Linked DNA regions of Mus musculus: region 1 is linked to region 2. The links are chromatin contacts, called in public Hi-C maps. All regions are on one chromosome and are shown on one strand. Each heading gives the region's core, a stretch centred on a gene start, on an enhancer-like site or on the middle of the called end of the contact. The rest is flanking DNA. Distances are from core to core; before and after follow the strand shown.

What was found. A called contact is a pair of places that touch in the nucleus more often than the background predicts.
Region 1: a contact with region 2 is called in a Hi-C map of muscle stem cells, with 2.4 times the contacts expected there. The contact joins two enhancer-like sites. A contact is called at or near these places in 3 of 39 promoter capture datasets (embryonic stem cells and hippocampal neurons), 1 of 484 Hi-C or Micro-C datasets (muscle stem cells) and 1 of 115 datasets of contacts at active chromatin or transcription factors (embryonic stem cells).

What each region holds. Positions count from the first base shown.
Region 1 is chr4:125,413,248-125,417,689 of GRCm38.p6, forward strand. No RefSeq gene overlaps it. Among named protein-coding and RNA genes, the nearest start is that of Gm40247, 34 kb to the left of the region's middle. Within about 2 kb of position 1,279, at least 34 of the 459 cell types and tissues checked have an H3K27ac peak or open chromatin away from gene starts, as enhancers often do. A contact at or near this core is called in muscle stem cells, where this site is marked.
Region 2 is chr4:125,129,603-125,133,930 of GRCm38.p6, forward strand. No RefSeq gene overlaps it. Among named protein-coding and RNA genes, the nearest start is that of Zc3h12a, 3.9 kb to the left of the region's middle. Within about 2 kb of position 2,104, at least 98 of the 459 cell types and tissues checked have an H3K27ac peak or open chromatin away from gene starts, as enhancers often do. A contact at or near this core is called in muscle stem cells, where this site is marked.

The DNA.
Region 1 (4,442 bases), core at 29-2,528, 280 kb after region 2:
CTGTCCCCGTCAGCACCAGTAGTGGAGAAACTGAATGTTAGAGAGGCTGGCATGGTCAACACTGACTTATCCACTCAGTAAGTGCCTGAGCTGTGCCCTGACTCCCAGGTGGTCAGGATTCTAGGAAGAGGTGGAGCACGGGAGAGTCAACCAGCACTGCGTGTACCACCAGCCCCACACTAGAGATAGAGGATAAGAGGAAGCTGGGTACTAAGGAACACTCTAGACACTCCAACGGTGGCTACTGGAACACTACCTGATCCATTCATTAAATTGGTACCTGTCTGGAAAGGTGTCTGGGAAGGCAGAGACTTAGAACTAGGGATGAGACATTTTCTAGAAGCTTCCACTAACATCTGCGGAGGTAAGTGCCCTCTAAAGCTCATAAAGAGGCTTTTTTTTTTTTTTTGGTCCCCAGACAGGGTTCCTCTGTGTAGCCCTGGCTGTCTTGGAAGTAGCTCTATAGACCAGGCTGGCCTCAAACTCAGAGGTCCACCTGCCTCTGCCTCTGAGTGCTGGGATTAAAGGCATGAGTCACTACCATCCAGCTATGAAGAGACTCTAAGATGCTACCTTTGAACTCTCTGAGGAAGGTCTCAGGCCCCCAAGGACCTTTGGATGGGAATTTAGACTCTTACCATTTGCATTTTGCATCCTTGCATCTGCTGGAGATATGTAGCGAGCTGATCCAGCTCCACTCCGCCTGGCAGGGCTATTTCTCACTCTAAGTGATACATCAGCTCCAAGGATGGAGGTCACGCACTGAGTCACGTTGCCTTAGAGAGAATAGGAGTCACTAGACAGCTTGCTGAGGCTGCAGTTCCTGGGCCTCCTATAGGTCTGGGATTCCAAGGCTGGGATTCCAAGGCTGGGTGAGAGTCTGCTGCGCCCAGACATCTGTCTCCCTCGACATCACAAAGCTTAATTTTTTTTTTTCTGAGACAGGGTCTAGCTATGTAGCTCTAGCTGTTCTTAAACTCACTGTGCAGATCAGGTTAGCCTCTGATTATATAGTGTGTTTCCTCAGCACCCCCAGCTAGTGTCTGCTACAGGCTGGGGAGGGGGCAGGTTGCTCTCCCCACAACTGGTGACTCAGAGATCCAGGCTCCTCTGGTCTGGGGATTTCACCATTCTTAACTCATGTCTCCTAAGTCACTGAGAAAGGAGAGGAAAGCCCAGGGATACTCACTCCCCAGTGGTTTTCACAGCTGGCCTAGGAAGGATAGTTTTCCATTCTACTCAGTGCCCATTGGCCTAAACCCAGCCACATGATCCCAATCTGACTGCAAGGGAGCCTGGGAAATGTAGTCTTTTATTCAAGAACAGCAAATTGCCTTGAGATCTGGGGAGCAACTAGCCTTTTTTTTTTTTTTTTTTTTCTGTCATGGAGACTGGATCCATTCTGGTTCATAGGTTCCTGAACCTTTTGGGTAAAGAAGGTGGCTGGGCCGTGGCTGGTTCTGGAAGGCCTCACTGGTCACACTTGGGTCTCTCAGCTCATTTAGAAAAAAGTTTGACTTTTTTTGGGGGGGAGTGGGTTGACTATTATTCACTCATGGCTTCTCTGTCCCCATCTTGTCCAGCTGGAGCTAGACTGGCTCATGGGGTTCCTATAGACTGATCACTATGTCTGTTGAAGAGAGCATTTTGGCCTCGGTGGATTAACTCTGTAATCAAGTAGCGATGTCTGCCACAGTATAGGAGAGGCTGGTGCTGGTGTGAATGCCTTAGAGTGCAACCTCATCATAGCCACTATAGGGACACTCGTGACCCTCCACAGCTTGTCCTTGAATCCGATCCTCCACAGTCTGTCTCATCTCTACTTGCCACAGAATGAAGAATAGGTTTGGAACAGCTTCTGTGTGTAAAAAAGAGCCATGGCTATTAGCTGTCATCTTGATCATCCCATCTTGTTTGCTCCTGTGAGCCAAGCTGCTATGCCTATACCCCATCATGGTAAGGCTTCCTAGAATTGGGCTGAATGTGGGTGATGTGAATTGACCAACACAAATTAGAACCATCCTTATGCCTCCCTCTTTCCTGCACCTGGTCTCTATTAATACAGCTGCAGACTGTATTAGCCCCTCATTGATACATACACCTGTGCTACGCTGATCAACTCTCTAAAGCCCACGTGCCTGTCTCATATACATTACAATCTAGCCCTGTGTCTCAGCCTCTCCATCTTTGTTCAGATTCTCTTTACTGAAGATTGAGACCTTGCATTCACTCCTGTTTTATTTCATCTCGTGTGGTTCACCTTCAAGACTGCCAAGGTCCCCTTTCTTATGCCTTGAATGCTCTTTTGTCTGCTCCTAAATTGACTTTTCACAGCTGGTGAGAAGCCGGGGTTGGAGCGGTGAGCATTGTAATCACCGTCCTCACGCAGCACTGGCTCTGCCTGGTGCCGTGCACTTTGCATATAGGAACTCGCTAACGCTTCAGAGGGTTACCCGAGGCCAGACCCCAATCCCAGACGCGGGTGGAGATGCCCCCTTCAGCCCCGGTCCCTGGGACTCAGAGGCACGATATGATACAGCCTGGGTTTAACTCAGTGTCTTTCTAACCAGCCTTAATACTGCTAGCCCCAGCACCACACTGTCAGAGAGAGGGAGGAAATTCAAGGCCAAACTTGGAGCTGTCCATCACAGAGCAAACCCATTCCAGTTGTCTTAAGTAGGGTATAATTTATTATAGGATGGAGTTGCTCATAGAACTGCTGGAAGGATTAGAACACTGAAAAAAAAAATTCCAACCCCAAACTGAACTGTCCTATCAGCCCACAGTGCCTGTGACTTCAGGATGCACAGTGCTCAGCTCAGGCCTGGCTTTTGGCTTTGGAGAGTCCTGGCTGGGTAGCAATGAAATCATGTTACATGCAAAACTCTCCCTGCCAGGTGTCATGATAATAAAGCTAGACTCTCTCATTCCAAAAGACAGAAGGGAGTGTGACTCTTACCGAGCCTGGGGAACACCCGACTCTGCTCACTGCCCTCTTCCTTGGGGACGTCTGCGGTGATGTCATTGTTTTCCTTCTGAGAATATTCTTTCCACCCCTGGCCAGAGCTTGATTTTATCAGCTTTGGATGCACCCAGCACGGAGCAGGAGCGTGTGAGTGTCTTCAGAGTGTCCTGCAGGGGTGGGGTATAAGGGTTCTGGGTGCCTGCCGCCAAGTTTGATGATGTGGGTTTGATCCTCAGACCCATGAGGTAGAAGGAGAGAACTACCTCTTATGAGTTGTCCTCTGACAAGTGTGTGGCTCCTCATGGAGCTCCCTGACACGTTAGCCCTACCTCCTACCTGACTCACAACTTCCGGAGTCTCATGGTGGATGACCTGGTCTGCACTGTTTCCCCCAGGGACCTTCCCATGCTGGCGTCCTGAACCCACCCATAGGTGTGTCTTTTTCTTGGGGAGAGGGGATCTTTGGTGTGCACTGGTATCTATCTGGGTCCTTGTTTATAAGGGACAGAAATAAGCTTAAAATTTGTAACCAATGAGACTTGAACAGAAAACTCATGTCAATTGAAGGGATGCCTTCTCTCTCTTCCTCTCTCCTTCCCTCTCCCACCCCCTCGCCCTTCCCCTCTCCCTCCCCCTCCCCAACCTCTCTCCCTTTCCCTCCCCCAACCCCCTTTCTCCCTCCCTCCCTTCTCTGCCTTTATCTTTCTCTCCCTTTTCACCTTTATGTCAACACTGTGCCCCAGAAACACTTCTCCCAGAATAAGTGCTCGGGAACGCACACTGGTTTTTCCTCCCTGCTCATTGTGCCCACAGTTTAACCTTCAAGGGACCAGATCTCCAGTCTGTGAAGAATATATGCCCAAGCCAATCTGAAGTGCCATGAGGCAGATACTTTGATTAGAGCTATGTGGTCTGGAGGAGAGGAACCCTAATACTGAGGGAAAGGCTTGGGCATATATTCTTTCACTCTCAGAACGCATGTGGGAGACTGCAGATGCAGGTGAGTGGGCACCCATTGCCAATGACAATCAGCCACAGCCAGCGCTCAGCGGGGTCCTGTGGAGAGCATGTGTGGCTGACCTTCTGGCCCCCAACATGTTGTTTGGAACCACGAGAGTCCTCTTCAGGGCCCTCACCAACACAGGCACGTACAGACAGCAGTACAGACAGCAGTAAAGACAGCAAATGCTAAAGTGCTCCCACATGGCCAGGCACCAGAGGCAAGAACCCCACTGGGCCCAGCCTCCTTTGAAAATGACGTTCCTATTCTCCTCTGTGCCCTCTCTTCTTCCTTCCCTAACACACCACATCTCATTCTGGGAACAAAACCCAGGGAGTTGTGCATTCTAGACAAGCACTAACATTGAGCGATACCCTCAATCCTTATAAAGTTGCCTTTATTTAATAGTTAATTTTATTTTGTGTGTGGTGTGTTGCATGCATGTATGTGTATAAGTGCATGTGCCCACTTCAAGGC
Region 2 (4,328 bases), core at 854-3,353:
TTGTTTGTTTTTCGAGACAGGGTTTCTCTGTATAGCCCTGGCTGTCCTGGAACTCACTCTGTAGACCAGGCTGGCCTCAAACTCAGAAATCCACCTGCCTCTGCCTCCCAAGTTCTGGGATTAAAGGCGTGAGCCACCACTGCCTGGCTTTCACGTAATTTTGTATACCACGTACATGCTTGGAGCCCTGGGAGGTCAGATTCCCCCCAGAACTGGAGAATGGATTGTTGTGAGCTGCCATGTGGGAACTGAACCTGGGTTCTCTGTAGGAGCAACAAGTGTTCTAAGTGGCAATTTTTCCAGCCCTGTTTTGGTTTTAGAGACTGGGTCTTATGGATTCCAACCTAGCTTTGACTCACTATGTAGCAGAGGTTATCCTTGAATTTTAACCCCCCCACACACCTTCTGCATACTGTGGTGACAAGAATGTGCCACCCTGCCTGGCTTTCCAGGTATCTATTGTCTAACTTGAAAACTAGGTGCCAGCCGGGCATCGTGGTGCATGCCTTTAAACCCAGCACTTGGGAGGCAGAGGCAGGCAGATTTCTGAGTTCCAGGACAGCCTGGTCTACAGAGTGAGTTCCAGGACAGCCAGGGCTACACAGAGAAACTCTGTCTCGAAACAAAACAAAACAAAACAAAACAAAACAAAACAAAACAAAACAAAACAAAACAGAAAACAAGGTGCCTTTGAGGACTTTTGGGCGTCCCTATCACACCGCCTTCCCTGGTCTGGAGGAAGTTCTGTCTTGAATCTGTGCCAGCCATTCCCTCACATTGTCCCCTTGTGTTAACACTGCATTGTTTAGAGTTTTAGGTAACTAGAGTCCTATAAAGACATGGTCTCAGCCGGGTGTGGTGGTGCACGCCTTTAATCCCAGCACTTGGGAGGCAGAGGCAGGTGGATTTCTGAGTTCCAGGCCAGCCTGGTCTACAGAGTGAGTTCCAGGAGAGCTAGGGCTACACAGAAAAACCCTGTCTCGAAAAACAAAACAAAACAAAACAAAAAAAGACATGGTCTCCCTTTTCATACAGGCTTATGATGATAAAAGTCCGTGTCTGTTGCCTGCATACTATACTTTATTCTGAGACTCACAGAGATCCACCTGCCTCTGCTTCCCAAGTGCTGTGATAAAAGGCGTGGAACACACACACACACAGCAGCTTCCTTTCTTTTCTTATTTGCATAGTAATCCATCAACAGTGTCTTGCTAGCCCGGCGGTGGTGGCACACACCTTTAATCCCAGCACTAGGGAGGCAGCGGTAGGCGGATTTCTGAGTTCGAGGCCAGCCTGGTCTACAAAAGTGAGCTCCAGGACAGCCAGGGCTACACAGAGAAACCCTGTCTCGAAAAAAACAAAACAAAACAAAACAACAAAAAAACAAAAAACAAAAAACAAAAAAACAAACCAGTGTCTTGCTATGTAGATAAGATTTGATTCTAGCTTGTGATCCTCCTGTCTGTGTCCTGAGTCTTGGGATTACTGACCCACACCACCATGGCTTGCCCTCATATAGAGTTGAGAGTGTCACTAGAAGGATGAGAAGGGTAAAGTTAAGACCTGGAGTCGGTGGGGCTGGAAATTCTGCAGCCTTCCTTACTGCATCCATCTCCCTTGGATACCTGGTTGTGGAAGCTATGGGAGGCTGCAGGGAGGAAGAAGTACACGTGGCTGGTTGGTCTTGAGACTGGTGTCACCAAGACACATAGACATGTGATTGATTGGTGTCTGGCACTGGACGGTGGGAACAGAGAAGGAACCCAATGTGTCCTTGTTGAGTGCTAGCTCGTGACCGGTGCTAAACACGTGGCAAGCTCACGGTCAGTCCTGCTGAACTCAGTGTACTGTACCATCATCTCCTGCATCCCCTCTTGCATCTGGGCTCAGTGTTAGTGAGCATCATTCTCTATGGTAACCACCTTTCAGATGGTGGAAATATTAAGTGACACATCTGGGTTAAGAGCCACTGACCTGCCTGGGTCCTCTTCTGGTGAGGGGACTAGACAGGGATTCCACCAGTGTTCCCAGGCTCTGTGCTGTCCAGCACTTAACAGAGGCAGCTGGCAGGGCTAGCGATGAGTCATGCAGCAACCCGTAAGCCACAGTCTCCCTCTCTTCCGGTTTGTGATGATGATTCCTTCCTGAGACACCCTCTTCTGCAGAAAGCCCTGGCCATTCCTGAGAAACCATGCTCCGTTTACAACTGGGTTTTGCAAGCTCTGGCCCAGCTCCCAGGAGCCCTATAGATCTGTTGACCCCAAACCCATGTCCCATTCTGCCTTTTGCATGCCTATCTTGGGGACTAGGCTTCATAATTTCCTTCCTAGAGTTTTTCTGTTCTTTGTCACCTGGAGAAGGTCTAGAAACTTCTGGATCGTCACTCCTTAGGGCTAAGTGGGGAAGGCTGGCGAGGGAAAGTTTCTAGAAATGATCCTGGCTTGGGGATAACAAAAGAGCTGGATCTCTCTAGAGGCCTTAACAGTGACCCTCATGCCTTAGTTAAGTGACTATAAAGCTATCAAGGCCTCCTGTAAGCTGAGAAGAGGCTTCTGTGGGATCCTCAGCTACCAAGCCTGTAAGCTGTGGGGGCCTCTGAGTCTTTATGTGGGATCCAAGGATTGAATTTAAGTTGTTATACTTGAGTATCAAGTGCCTTTGCCTGCTGAGCCATCTTGCTGGCTCCGGTATATTTTTTGTTTTGTTTTCTTTTTAAAGATTTATTTATTATTATAGGTTAAGTACACTAGCTGTCTTCAGACACACCAGAAGAGGGCATCAGGTTTCATTACAGGTGGTTGCTGGGATTTGAACTCAGGACCTTTGGAAGAGCAGTCAGTGCTCTTACCCTCTGAGCCATCTCGCCAACCCGTATGTTTAATTAAAAAGGAAAATATTAAGATTTTGTTGTTGTTCTTGCTGTTTGAGTATTTTGCCTGCATGTATGTCTGTGCACCACATGCATGCAATATTCAAGGAGGCCAGTAGAGGGCACCGTATCCCTCGGAACTGGTGTTACAGACTGCTCTGGCCATGTGGGTGTTGGAGTTCAAATCTTAACTGCTAAGCCTTCTTCCTGTTCTTTCTGTTTTAAACAGTAACCGAACAATTAATTTTTATCAAGTTCTCAAATATGATGCAATATATTTGTGTTATTAGCTTGTTTTAAAAATGTTTCTTTTTGTTTTAATTTCTTGGTTCTTTTGAGACAATGTTTTACTCTGTGGCCCTGGCTATCCTAAAACACACTATAGCAGTGGTTCTCAACCTTCTAATGCTGGGGCCCTTTAATACAGTTCCTCATGTTGTGGTGACCCCAACAAGAAAATTGTTTTCATTAGCATTTTATAATTGTAATTTTGCTACTATTATGAATTGTAATGTAAATATCTGATATACGACCCCCAGATTGAGAATCACTGCATTATATAGATCAACTTGGCCTCTAAATTGTGACAATCCTGCCTCTGCCTCTACCTCTGCCTCCTGAGTGCTAGGCTCACAGGCATGTGTCACTTTGTATGGCTAAAAGTATGTGTCTCTTCAGAGCAGCAGAGCGGCTGAGACGGGGAAAGGTGAGCCTGTGGTACCTCCTAGAGCCAGACACTTAGGACAGTCAACCACGGAACAAAGGCACAGGGTTAAGGGTGCTGGGCTGGTGGAGCTCCAACATCTCCAGCTAGAGCAGTGTTCACAAGGGACACAGAGCAGACATTTTGATGCCAGGTTCAGCTATCTCAAAGAATAAGCTGGAGGGGGCTGGGGGAAATGGCTCAGGGGTTAAAGCACAGGCTGTTCTTTGAGAGGATCTGAATTTGGTTAACAGCACCTACATGGCAGGTCACAATTTGTAACTCCAAGCCCAGAGAATCTGATGAATCAGACACCCTCTTCTGGTCTCTGTGTACAGGAGGCATTACATGGTACATAGACATATATGCAGACAGACACCCCTCTCTCTCTCTCTTTCTCTCTCTCTTCCTTCTTCACCTCCCTCTCTTCCTTCTCTATCTCTTCCTCCTCCTCCGCCCTCCTTTTCCTCTTTTTGGGATAGGATATTTCTTTGTAGCTCTGGTTAGCCTAAAACTTAATGTAGACCAGGCTGGCCTTGAACTCACAGAGTCTGCCTGCTGGAAGCTGTGATTGGAGGCATTCAACACTCATTTGGTACAAAATAAATAAATAGATAAATAAATAAATAAATAAATAAGAATGAGCTGGAGAAGCAATTGAAGAAGACACACAATGTGTTTCTCACACATGCACATGGCTTGGGTGCACACACACACACACAGGCACACATGCACACACATATACACACTCACTCA